Regions from separate parts of the Mus musculus genome. Here region 1 is linked to region 2. Evidence: chromatin contacts called from public Micro-C data. All regions are on one chromosome and are shown on one strand. The core of a region is the stretch at or near the end of the contact, and the rest is flanking DNA. Distances in the headings are between cores, read along the strand shown. Region 1 holds the start of Gamt (guanidinoacetate methyltransferase). Region 2 holds the start of Bsg (basigin).

What was found. A called contact is a pair of places that touch in the nucleus more often than the background predicts.
Region 1: a Micro-C map of embryonic stem cells shows a contact between it and region 2, with 5 times the contacts expected there. The contact joins the promoter of Gamt here to the promoter of Bsg in region 2. A contact is called at or near these places in 1 of 484 Hi-C or Micro-C datasets (embryonic stem cells) and 1 of 115 datasets of contacts at active chromatin or transcription factors (pancreatic cancer cells).

Annotation. Positions count from the first base shown.
Region 1 is chr10:80,258,583-80,264,737 of GRCm38.p6, forward strand. Gamt (guanidinoacetate methyltransferase) reads right to left here and starts at 2,430. Exons shown (of 6, transcript NM_010255.4): 1 at 2,139-2,430; 2 at 1,186-1,331; 3 at 1,019-1,082; 4 at 595-662; 5 at 358-468. The coding sequence starts at 2,319. It also overlaps a transcript of Dazap1 not described here.
Region 2 is chr10:79,701,254-79,707,630 of GRCm38.p6, forward strand. It overlaps Bsg (basigin), which reads left to right and starts at 3,105. Exons shown (of 8, transcript NM_009768.2): 1 at 3,105-3,331. The coding sequence starts at 3,265. Gm25794 (a small nuclear RNA gene) reads right to left here and starts at 2,337; the gene lies at 2,231-2,337.

The sequences.
Region 1 (6,155 bases), core at 1,180-3,679, 560 kb after region 2:
GCCCGCTGTAGGCCTCTCAAGAAAAGAGTCTTATGTGATGAAAGCTGCCTCATGGGCTGGTGGGAAAGCTGTCCTGCTTGCCCTGGTACTGGAGGGCATCTGTCCCCAAGACAGGCACAGCCCCACAGGTAGAGTACAGTGAGCAGGGCTGTACAGAGCACTGAGGAGCCACCAGAGGCTAGGACTAGTGGGGGCCTTCCTGACTTCAGAATGGAAAATCACAACCCTGACCGGACCTCTTGAGAGCTCTGGCCCCCTAGGCCAGCGAGCAGAGGGCCTCCCCCATGCCATGGCCTGAGGAAGGCCACTGCCAAGCTTCGGGGTAAGGTCTTCCTCACCTGCTCTCAGGCAGCATACCTCAAACATGGTGGTGATGTCTGTGTATTTGGACTTCATGAGCTCCCCCCAGGACGTGAGGTTGCAGTAGGTGAGGACGCCCCCGGTCTTCAGCAAGCGGAAGGCATGATTCTGCAGAGAGGCCAGTGGACAGGAAGGGGTAGGACCATGGGAAGAGAGCTGCTGGTCTGTAAATGTCACATGCCCTGCCCACCTGACCTTCCAAGGCCCACCGTCCCTGGCCCCCTGCAGTCCTACCTTAATAAAGTTGAACTGGTGAGTGTGCCAGGCCTCTTCAGACAGCGGGTACGTGTCATATAGAATCCCTGCAGTTTGAACACATACCAGTCAGCGCTGGCACAGCCTTGCCCAACCTCATCTGAGCCATCCCATGGCCTTGGACGCTAACCCAGCCCATACAGCTGCCCTTCCCACGGATGTGTCCCCAGTGCACATTGGAGGTGTGTTTGTTGGGATGGGGGACAACTTGTAGGCATCCATTCTCTCCTTACACCACGTACATCCTGGGGGTCAAACTTTGGTCATCCTTTTGATGGCAAGCTCCACCAGGCTGAAGAGGGTATGGTAGTGTAAAAGCAGGCACAGGCTGCCAAGTAGTACCCAGACGCTAGCGGGTTCCCCAGAGCTCAACCCCTTTGCCAGGCTCCCAGAGTTCCCTCACCATCAAAGTGACCGTCAGGCAGGGTAGGTGCCACCTCCTCCCACAGGCCTTTCAAGGGAACAACCTTGGAGAGGAGAGGGTCAAAAGAGGTTGAGGGTCACATGGGACCCCATGATCTCCCAGCCCTGAGGGTTACTCCCAGTCTGCACCCCAGCGGCAGAAGGTACCTTATGTGGCTGCCGCAGGGCCCAGTCTTGTAGACGCTGGAAGACCCCATCATTGCACTCAATAATCCAGTGTTCCTCTATGGGGGCCTGTTGCACCCTGGAGGCTGCAATGGCCATACCGAAGCCCACTTCCAAGACCCGGCCCCCTAGGAGGACAAAACATGACAGCTGGTTTGGGTGGGGGAGGGGGACTTAGATGTGAGGCCTGGCTCACACTTGCCTCAAGGCCAGCCAGCCAGCCAGCCAGCAGGACCATGTGGGTGGACAGAACAAAGTAACAGCAGAGTGTGGGCTCGGGCCAGCTGCCAATCAGAGCGGCTAGCCTGGGAGCCCAGGGCCTGGCCCCAGGGATCCCTGGACTCTGAGCCCCTGCCCACGCGATTTGTGCTCTAATCTGTGAGAAAGGGCCAAGCCTGGCTTGGAGGCTCTACACCTGCAGCCCCTCCACGTTTCATTCTGCACCTAATACCAAGTCCTCATTTGCCTTGGGTGAACTTTGAAGTCCACTCACTCACTGCCCATCTGCCCTGTTTGAAGCTGGGGTGCCTCAGACACCACCCCTTGTACAGAAGTTCAGGGCCACAGCACCGGGACAGCTGCCTCTCTGCTCAGTTTTCCCAAGCTATTCTTAGCAACAGCCCCTGGAGACTCGGAGGTTCCCGACAAGCACAAGCCTCACGCCCCTCTGCTCTTTCTCGCTCTTTCTATTAAGTTCCACTCGACTGTGGTCCGAAGACCCAGCCCCGGGAAGTAGAAATCTTCCCTGGGAGAGGAAGTTCCAGTTCGGAGCCGGGACCTCTTTCCTGCGTCCACTTTTTGCAAATACCCTTCCCTTCCCGACCAAGGTAGCCCCAAGGCAGCTCAGTGCCTCAGGCAAGGAAACTGAGACTTGCAACATGCATGGGAGCTCCTGCTCTTTTAAGCTGCAGCCTCAGTTTCCTCTGGCAGAGTACCTCTGGAGGCAGCAGCCGCCGCTAGCGCATGCATATAGGGGGTCTCCCAACGCTCCATCACTGGCTTGCCCAGGATTTGCAGGTGCGTGTCAGACGCGTCATAGGCCGCGGGGGCCGCGCGCCACGCGGGGCCGCAGTCCTCGCCGGGCGCGAAGAGCGGGCTAGCTGCAGAAGAGCTCATGGTGAGGCTGTGCAAACCAGGCCGGGAGCGCAGGGCTGCGGAGCCGCGGGGCCGGTGGAGGCGGAGTGGGGCGGTGCCTCTGCACAGAGATTAGCCTTGCACTCAAGTGGGTGGGAGCCTGAGGCGGGGGCGGGGCCTATGCGCCCTAAAGAACTCCGTGGCTGAGCCGTGTGGGCGGGGCCTACTCGCTGGGGCGGGGCTTTTCTGGGCTAGGGTGGGTCCAGTCATTAGAAGAGGGTTGGCCCTTGCTCTGGGAGGGGGTCCAGCCTGGCACTGGGCTGGGCCTGGGTGGATGGAGCTGAGGGACAGGGTGGAGCGTGCTCACGGTCGGGGCTACTCGCTGGAGCCCAAAGTAAAGTTCTGAGGGGCGGATCTACGGAATGGGATAGGTCCTGCACTGGTGGGCTGGGGAGGAGTCCAATCTTTTGCTATGGATGGGGCCAGAGCTGTGGGTTGGGACAGAATCCAGACTTCTATGAGGAATGCAGGCAGGAGCCATACAGGATGGAGCCTGTATGGTAGGACAGAGTCCAGCCTTCTGCTAGGGGCGGGGCCGGAGCAATGGGGTGGGGTCACCATTCTGCTAAGTATGAGAGACGAAACTAAGGAACGGGGCCAGCCGGCTGAGACCGTGGTGTCCAGCCTTCTGCTACGGATGAGGACAGAGCCATGGGGTAGGTGTTTATGGGATAGGATGAAATCCAAGCGTTCTGCTACTGGCGAAGCCTAGTCTTCTTTCACGGGTGGGGCCCAGCCTGGTAGAGGCAAAACAGGATCCGGGGCCTAGCTTTCCGCTAGAGCTGAGGCTGGCGCCAAGGAGGCGGGGCCTGAGGATAGGGTAATTGTGGAGTCCAGCTGAGTCCATCCTTTTACTATGAATGGGGCGGAGCCTGCGGACCTGGGCGGGGCCAAGTTATCTAGGCAGGAAGTTGGAGCCATGAGGGGTGAAGTGCCTGCGGTGCAAGGAGGGACGTTTAGAGACTACCAGTGGTCCCAGTGCCATGGAGAGTACCATATGCTGGCACGTGCACTGTTGTGGCTTCTGGAGGGGCGGGGCAAGCTCCCTGGCACCACATTTGGAATGAGGCTTGACTTTCTGCATTTGCCTGGCTGGCTCGCAAGGGTACTGGATTTACTGTTTGAAGAGGCTGTGAAACTTCCTGATCTCAGCGTGTCGTCCACGATGCTCCTCTAAGTTGATTCTTTTTTTTTTTTTTTTTTAGGTTTTTCGAGATAGGGTTTCTCTGTGTAGCCCTGGCTGTCCTGGAACTCACGCTGTAGACCAGGCTGGCCTCGAACTCAGAACTCCACCTGCCTCTGCCTCCCCAGTGCCGGGATTAAAGGCGTGCGCCACCAGGCCCGGCCCAAGTTGATTTTTTTATTTCTATTTATCCGTTTATTTAGAGACAGGAGCTCCTGACTGGCCTGGAGCTTGCTATTGAGAACAAGTTGGCCGCGAACTCACAGATTTCTGCCTGATTCTACCTCTGAACTGCTGGGATTTAAAGGCGTATGCCACCATGCCTGGCTGAATGCCTCAAGTTTAGACATTCATTGGCCTGGTGAGGTCCAAGAAGCCGGCCCTCTCTCAGCTGCTCTAATCCATACCTGTCATTCAGCAGCTCTAGCTTACTACTGGGTCACTTGGACATGTTAGGTGTAGCGATCTGATGATTTTTCTAAGAACTGCTGGAAAAGCAGTGACACTCTTAATCCTTAGAAGATGTTACAGCAATAACTGTTGGTGCCCTCATTTTACAGGTGGGGAAAACTGCTAAAAACAGGAGTGGAGACCAGGGCTCCAATTTAGAACCGCAACAGTTAGCACTTTTGGGAGTTTTGGTTTGTTTTTTTATTTATTTTATTTTTTGGTTTGTCGAGACAGGGTTTCTCTTTATAGCTCTGGCTGTCCTGGAGCTCACTTTGTAGACCAGGCTGGCCTCAAACTCAGAAACCCACCTGCCTCTGCCTCCCGAGTGCTGGGATTAAAGGCCTGCGCCACCACGCCCCGCTGTTTTTTATTTTTTAATGTACTTGGTGTCTCATCCCTGTGCACCACCTGAGGCGCAGTCACTGGCATTGTGATTTCCCACTTGGGTCCTGACAATCAAACTTTGGTCTTCTGGAAGAAACAGGTTCTCATGTAGCCCAAGATAGCTTCAAACTCTCACACAGCTAAGGATGACCTCGAATTCCAGATCCTGCCTCCTCCACCTCTCCAGTGCCAGGATCAACAATGTGTACTGCTATGCCCGGTTTCTGCAGCTCATGAAGGGTCTTGGGCATTGTGCCTGCCAGGAGAGCACTTCCCCCACTGAATTCTAGGTCCACTGCGCCACTCCTCTGAGTGGCCTTCTGATGATCTCATGTGGTCTAATTAAAGCAGAAAATGGGTAGCTTTGTCATCTCAGCACTCCAGAGTCAGCGACAGCAAGATCTCTATGAGTTCCAGGACAATTGGGGCTACATAGGAAGACTCTGTCTCCAAACAAAAGCTTTGGACTGTTTTTTATAATCTGAGCTGTTATACCCAGCACAGAAATGAATTGTTGCTTGTTATACTTTGCTGTTATTATATTATGTTCTACTGACATAGAGACTAGGACCCAGGTCACTCTCAAATTCAAAGTCGTCGTCTTCTTCTTCTTCTTCTTCTTCTTCTTCTTCTTCTTCTTCTTCTTCTTCTTCTTCTTCTTCTTCTTCTTCTCCTCCTCCTTCTTCTCCTCCTCCTTCTCCTCCTCCTTTTCCTCCTCCTCCTTCTCTTCTTTTTCTTCTTCTCCTTCTCCTTCTCCTTTTAGACAGGGTTTCTCTGTGTAGTCCTGGCTGTCCTGGAACTCACTCTGTATATTAGCTGTACTTAATTCACAGAGATCAGCCTGTCTCTGCCTCCCAAGTGCTGGGTTTAAAAGTGTGCACCAATACTGCCCTGCTTCAGGCTTTGTTTGTTTGCTTGTATGTATGTTTTGGTTTTTGTTTGAGAAAGTCTTGTGTACCTCAGCTGGCTTCTAGTTCACTATATAGCTGACCAAGGGAGGCTGACCTTGAATTCCCAGTCTTCCTCTCCAACCTGAGCGCTGGGATGACAGGTTTGCACTGCCATGACTGTTTTAAGTAGTCTGGGGATGGAACCCAGCTCTTTAGCCTAGAAAGATGCTCAACAAACTGAGCCATTACATCGTTTTATTCACTTACTTATTATGTTGTTGTTGTTGTTGTTGTTGTTGTTATTATTATTATTATTATTATTATTATTATTGTTTGTTTTGTTTTCTCGAGACAGGGTTTCTCTGTGTAGCCCTGCCTGTCCTGGGACTCACTCTGTAGACCAGGCTGGCCTTGAACTCAGAAATCCACCTGCCTCTGCCTCCCAAATGCTGGGTTTAAAGGTGTGCGCCACCACTGCCCAGCTTTATATACCTTTTTGAGACAGGGAACTGGTTATGAGAGGAAAGGCAGATTATCCAAGTGAGAAGTCAGCTGCAGACAATAGATAGTAGTAAGAGTGTGGCTGTCCATGTTAGTGGTACTAGGGACAATGTTTTTTTGTTTTTACTTTTTCTTAGTAACTATTGAACTTGGTTAATTTTTACTTTGAACCCAATCGAGCCTTAACTGAATGACCTTGGACAGGTGAGTCAGCCTTTGTGACCCAGTGTATCATCTGCGAAAAAGGAAGAGCGGGAGGTGACACAGTTCAGAGCATGAACGTGCAGCCTGCTTTATGCACCGGCCTCTGAGGGGCATCTTAGACTTTTTCCCCTCGCAAGCCCCCACGCAAGACCAAGATTCGCGAGTGGATAAAGGGGAACCCGCGTCTGCGCCTGCGCGCGCCATGA
Region 2 (6,377 bases), core at 1,855-4,354:
CTTTCTCCAGCCCCCTTTCTCCTTTCTTCAGTGTGGGTTTTTGCTTTTGTTTGGTTTTGACAGGGTCTCCTGTAGCCCAGGGTGGCCTCAAACTGACTTGTTGCCAAAGGACGCTGAACTCCTGGCTTCCAACTGCCAAGTTCTGGAATGACCAGTATGCACCACCATTCTAGGCTTTCCACATCTTTATCTGCTAGTCCGGCTGGTCATGGGAGGTCAGGTGGCTGAGACTGAGTAAGGCAAAGGGGCTTCAGAAGGCTGCGGGCCATGTAGGGTCAGGGAAGAATCTAGAAAGCCAGACCTGGGAGGAGGCGAGGCTTCACTGTGTAAACACAGGGCAGGGCTTCCTGGCCAACCTGAAATTTCCCAGAGGCCCAAACATGAGGGGTTAGGCATTCCACTCAGTCCAGCTCTGTTTGTTTTGACCCTAGGAGCCTTTGATGCCAGCTGGCAGCTCTCCTGCCCTAACCCTCATTCTGCACGTAGCTTGGAAAGGTCTCTCCCTGGAGGCTTTAGGATTCTGGGTACTTAGTTCTGAGGCCCAGCCTCTGAGAGGCAGCTGCCGCTCTGTGTAAGTGGGTCACCAGGGTCATAGTGACTTCCTAATGAGTCCTGCGCCTGGACTCACCTTTCACCCCTGCCCATGGCTCTGGCCTTCCTGGACATTCCCAAAGCCCCTGGCATAGTGTGCACACCCTCAAAGGAGCTACTCAAAGGACTCCTGAAGCTGTTGCCAAAGCCCTCCTTGGCTCCCATCTCCCACTTAAAAATAATTTATTTTATGTGTATGAGTACACTGTAGCTGTGAGCCTTCGTGTGATTGTTGGGAATTGGATCTAGGACCTCTGCTCGCTCCGATCTCAGCCCCGCTCCCTCAGGCCCAAAGACTGAGGTCCTGGCCAGCCTGGAATTCACTATATAAACTAGGCTGGCCTCCAACTCACAGGAGATCCACCTGCCTCTGCCTCTGAAATGTTAGGATTAAGGCTTTTAATTTCAGCAAAGGAGTCAGAGGCTAGCTGGGTCTACATAGTAAACTCCAAGCCAGCCAAGTCTACCCAGTGAGCACCTTTCTCAAACAAACAAAACGCAAAAATTGTGACAAAATGTCCACGCCACAAAATAAGCTTAAAACAACAACAGAGCCAGGCAGTGGTGTGTGTGGTGGCATATGCCTTTAATCCCAACACTTGGGAGGCAGAGGCAGGCAAATTTCTGAGTTCGAGGCCAGCCTGGTCTACAGAGTGAGTTCCAGGACAGCCAGGGGCTACGCAGAGAAACCCTGTCTCGAAAAACCAAAAAAAAAAAAAGGCAAAAAAATTTTTTTTAATTAATAAATAAATAAGATACGCTATGGAAGGGGAGATGGCTCGATTTTTAGGGTGCTTGCTGCATTTCCAGAGGACCACACTTCAGTTCTCAGTACCATATCAGGCCCATAATGCCAACTCCAGGGAAACAGGTGCCTGCCTGCTCTATCCTCTGTAGCACTTGCATTCATGTGGTACACACACACACAGCCATACTTACACATAAATAAATGAATAAATAAATAAGTAAATACTTAAAAACACAGAGACATACTTACACATAAATAAATAAATAAATACTTAAAAAAAAGTTATTCCAGGCAGGGTGGTGCACACCTTTAAACTCAGCACTTGAGAGGCAGAGGCAAGCAGATTTCTGAGTTGGAGGCCAGCCTGGTCTACAGAGTGAGTTCTAGGACAGCCAGGGCTACACAGAGAAACTCTGTCTGGAAAACACACACACACACACACACACACACACACACACACACACACTCACACACACACACACACACACAAATTATTTTATTTATGTGAGTACACTGTTGCTCTCTTCAGACACACCAGAACCTCATCTGTAATGGGCGTCAGATCCCATTACAGATGGCTGTGAGCCACCATGTGGTTGCTGGGAACTGAACTCAGGACCTCTGGAAGAGCAGTCGGTGCTCTTAGTCACTGAGTCATCTCTCTAGCACCCAAATAAATACTTTTTTTTTTTAAAGATTTATTTATTTATTATATGTAAGTACACTGTAGCTGTCTTCAGACACACCAGAAGAGGGCATCAGATCTCGTTACGGATGGTTGTGAGCCACCATGTGGTTGCTGGGATTTGAACTCCAGACCTTTGGAAGAGCAGTTGGGTGCTCTTACCCACTGAGCCATCTCACCAGCCCCTTTTTTTTTTTTTTTTTTTTTTTAATATTAAAGGCTTCACGAATTTTCGTGTCATCCTTGCGCAGGGGCCATGCTAATCTTCTCTGTATCGTTCCAATTTTAGTATATGTGCTGCCGAAGCGAGCACAAATAAATACATTTTTGAGATAGGACCTTACAACTTAGTCTAGAACTGGCTACGTAGCTAGAGCCCAAGCTGTCCTCAAAACTCAGATGCCTGCCTCGCCTCTGCCTCCCGATGTTGGGGTTAGAAGCCTGCGCCACAGTGCACGACCTTCAAATATAATTTGTTTTTGATTGGTTTGGTTTTATTCGGTTTTGGTTTTTTGATACAGGGTTTCTCTTGCAGCTCTGGCTGTCCTGGTGGTACACACTCTATAGATTAGGCTGTCCACCTGCTTTGTGTCTCCCGAGTGCTGGGATATAAAAGGCATGTGCCACCACCAACAGGCTGAAATGTAAGGGTTTTTTTGTTTTGGTTTGTTTGTTTGTTTGTTTGTTTGTTTGTTTGTTTGTTTTTGAAAAGGACAGCCGAGCATCGTGGGTCAGGCATTTACCCCAGCACTCCATCCAAAGGCAGAGGCAGGTGGATGTTTGAGTTCGAGGTCAGCTTGGTCTACAGAGTAAGTTTCAAGACAGCCAGGGCTACACAGAGAAACCCTGTCTCAAAAAGAGACAGAGGAGAGAGAGGGGGTAGAGAAGAGCGGGGATAGGGGAGAAAGGAGAGGGGAGGGGAAAGATTGGGGGTAAGGGAGGGGGGGAGAGAGGGAGAGCACGAGCGAGGCGAGAGCGCGCGCGCGCGAGCTCAAGGGCAGTCCAGGCTCCAGGCCCCACCCCCTCGAGGGTGTGGCCTGTGTGGTCACGTGCCAACGCTTCTCCACCCGCTCCGCTCCTGTAGCGCGAGCGGGAGCGGCGGACGCTGGGTACGTGCCTACTCCCTGTGTGCCTGGCGCCCCGCCCTGCGACGCCGCGTGCGTGCGTACGTGCGTGCCTGCGTGCGCGCGCCCCGCCCTTCTTATAGAGCCGCAGTGGGGCAGCTCCTGGACGAGGCGACATGGCGGCGGCGCTGCTGCTGGCGCTGGCCTTCACGCTCTTGAGCGGCCAAGGCGCCTGCGCGGCGGGTAAGAGCGGGGTGCTGGGACCGGGCTGGGGTCACGGACTTAAGGTGAGCCTCCGATTTCGGGGACTCGGTGGTTCCCTACTCGGGCTCGAGGCTTGGAGATTGTGGAGGAGTAACAGTGGCTGTGGGTGACCCTCGAGTTGAACCTAGCCTCGACTGGGCATCGAGGTGGAGGGGAGTGATCTTAGAGATGAGGCCCTGGAGAGACAAATCAAAGGTTAGGACTCTGGGGGAGACGTCCTAAGGTTGTGGGAACCGGAGGTGGAAGGAGCCGCCACCTTGTGGTGGTCCCCACCAGGACATGGGCTGGAAGGTAATTTGGATGGATTTGGATTACAGAAGTGAATGGGATGACCCCAGATTTTGGTCAGCTGGAGATGGAAGGAGCCGCTTCCCTAACTGTCCCAGCTCCCGGAATAGGGCTGGGACGTGACCCTGAAGGTTTGGGGATACAACAATGACTATAATTGGCTTAGGTTTTGGGGAGTTAGGGAAGGTGTGGGAAGAGGTGACCCTGACGCTGGAAGACAGTAAGGCTCTGGGGCAACATCTCCAACGTGAGTGAGGGCGTCCGTGGCCAGGGAGCTGTCTGGACCATCTTGGTGTCTCCACCTGCGTACCAGGGCTGGAACGGAACCCTAGTAATTTACCTCCTCCTGGTGTTGGGGCCTGGGAGAGTGAAGATAAAAGAAGTCAGCACGTTGAGGGTTCCACACCTGAGAGACAGGGCTGGAAAGTAACCATGGGCCAGAGGGACATCTGGCAGGACATCTGAGAGAGGTTTGTGGGACCTGGGGTGAGGGACAGCAGTGTTGCAGGTGGCTTCCTCCAGGATTGGAGAGATCTGGGGACTAAAGAAGCTGCCACCTTGGGGAGATCCCAAATTTGGAAGACCTGGGAGTCGAAGGAACTGCAGTCTTGGTGTCCCCACTCAGGGAACAGAGTGAGGGTCACAGTCCCTAATTTAGGAGGGCATGGAGTTAGAGAGGTCTGTTACTTTAGTGTTACCATCTGGGCAAGGGGAGGATGCGAAATAGACTTTCCTACAAAGGCTGTCTCCAAGGTTTGGGGTCACTAGGGGGACTAGAGTAGGAGGAGCTACCATTTCAGGGTGTCCATACTTGGGGGACCAGGCAGGGAGATGATTCAGAGGGTTTGGGGTACAGAAGTGCCTGGGGAGAGGTCCACAAGTTTGGGCATATGGGTGGAAGTGAGGTGACTAGGAATTTGGGGGAGGTCCTTGATGTTTGGTGATGTGAGGGGGATGGAGAAAGGATTGGAAGGTCTCAGTGGAGGAAGCTGCTGCATTGCTGTTTCTACTTAGTGAAGGAGCACAGCATTGCTTGGGGAATGTGAAAGAAGAGGATGAAGTTGGTGGGGGATAGCATTGCCTATTAGTAATGTCCTCAGGTCTCTGGAGGATGTGGATTGGAAAGGGGGTGAGAGGTGACCCCGTGGGTTCTTGGGGTAAAGAGGTGCCCAGGGATGGGTAGGCTTGGAGGGCTGGGGATGAGTGGACTCGCCCTCACATGTGAGGGTTGGGTGAGGAGTTCCTGAGAGGCAGTTCCCGCCCCTAGGTTTGGAGGAGTCCTTATCAGCTGTCCCCAGCTGTCCCTGTCCTCCTTGGGGTGAGCTTGCAGGTTCTCCATAGTCCACAGGGGCTGTATCCCTGTAATGGCCACCTGTCCCTGCCCCTCTGGGCTGAGGCAGAGCTTCAGGCTGGTCTAGGAGTTCCCTGGGAGCCAGTGCCTGCGAATGGCTCCGGACCCCAGGCTCAGGCACTTGCTGGATTATCATTCCTGGTGGGATTTCTGGTGGCCAGGGCTCTGCACACTCAGCTTGCTCCCACCCTGGAGTCTGGCCCATTCTGGCCTTAGATCCTTGCCTGATGAAGGCTCAAAAGGGCAGCTGAGGTAGGAAGGCAGGGATTCAGGGTCATGGCAAGGTTGAACATGTGGTAGGCCTCGAACACATGGGGACTGCTCTCCTGCCCTCTCCAGACAGCAGGCAAAGGGCAGAGCCAGAGCTCCACTGGAGAAGTGGGCCATGTGACTGCTGCCCCCATCAGCAGGTACAGGAGGGGCTGTCCCTGGCAGCAGTGCCCGGCGTTAATTCTGACCCACTTTTTCCAGGCCCTCTTCTTCACCATCAAAACATCTTGAGGTGCCTCCATGAGGCTGGCTCTTGGTGCAGATAGCTGTCCCCTGGTGAGATGGAGGCAGTTGATTTATTCTGTCCTGGGTAGGAAGCCTGGCTGGGCACAGGCCCAGTGGCTTTCTGCCTGGGGTTAAACAGACCTTTGCAATGCCCGGGAGCCAAGCACAGAGTGTAGCTTACGGGCAGGTCCTAACCTTTCCTGGGAACAGACCCATAGCCTACAGCCTGGGCAGGGCCCAGGTCAACCAGTGATGTGTTTCCCACTATGCAGTGGGGGAGGGGCTCTGCTCAGAGGGCTACCCTGTGGCATGGACACTTAAGGTTTCCTGATTATGAGGCTGAATTTGATATTAGGGTCTCTTCAGGCTGCTCCAAGCACTTCACACCCTGATTTCGCATGCTTGCTCTGAGTGAGTGACTAGGCTGGCCTCCCTGGCTAGGCCAACTCAGACACTCACTGCAGGGTGTTACCCCAGCGCTTACCCAGATCTAATTTAACCCTAATAATTCCTCAGGCTTCTAGATGACATGGTGAGAGAGGTGACAAGCCAACAGCCTGGGTCAGCACTGGATAGCAGGAGACTGCCTGTGGGCTGCCCTCTAGAACAGTGCCCCCCTCCCTCCCTGCACCCTGTGGTGCTGGCTTGTTTACCCAATGCCTCAGGCTGGCCCTGCTCTCACCTGTCTGCCAGTAGGCAGGAAGGAGGGACTGTGGGGACATGCTGCAAGCTGTGGGCTACAAGTCACATGGCCAAGCTGTGGAGGCTCCTGGGGTTGGGATCATAGTTAGTGGTTACCCCTAAGCAATGCTAGCTAGGCTCCGTGTGGGAAGGTTGGACAGATGTCAAGGGAGTACCACAGGGCACCCTGCATTCCTGAGACTAGATTAT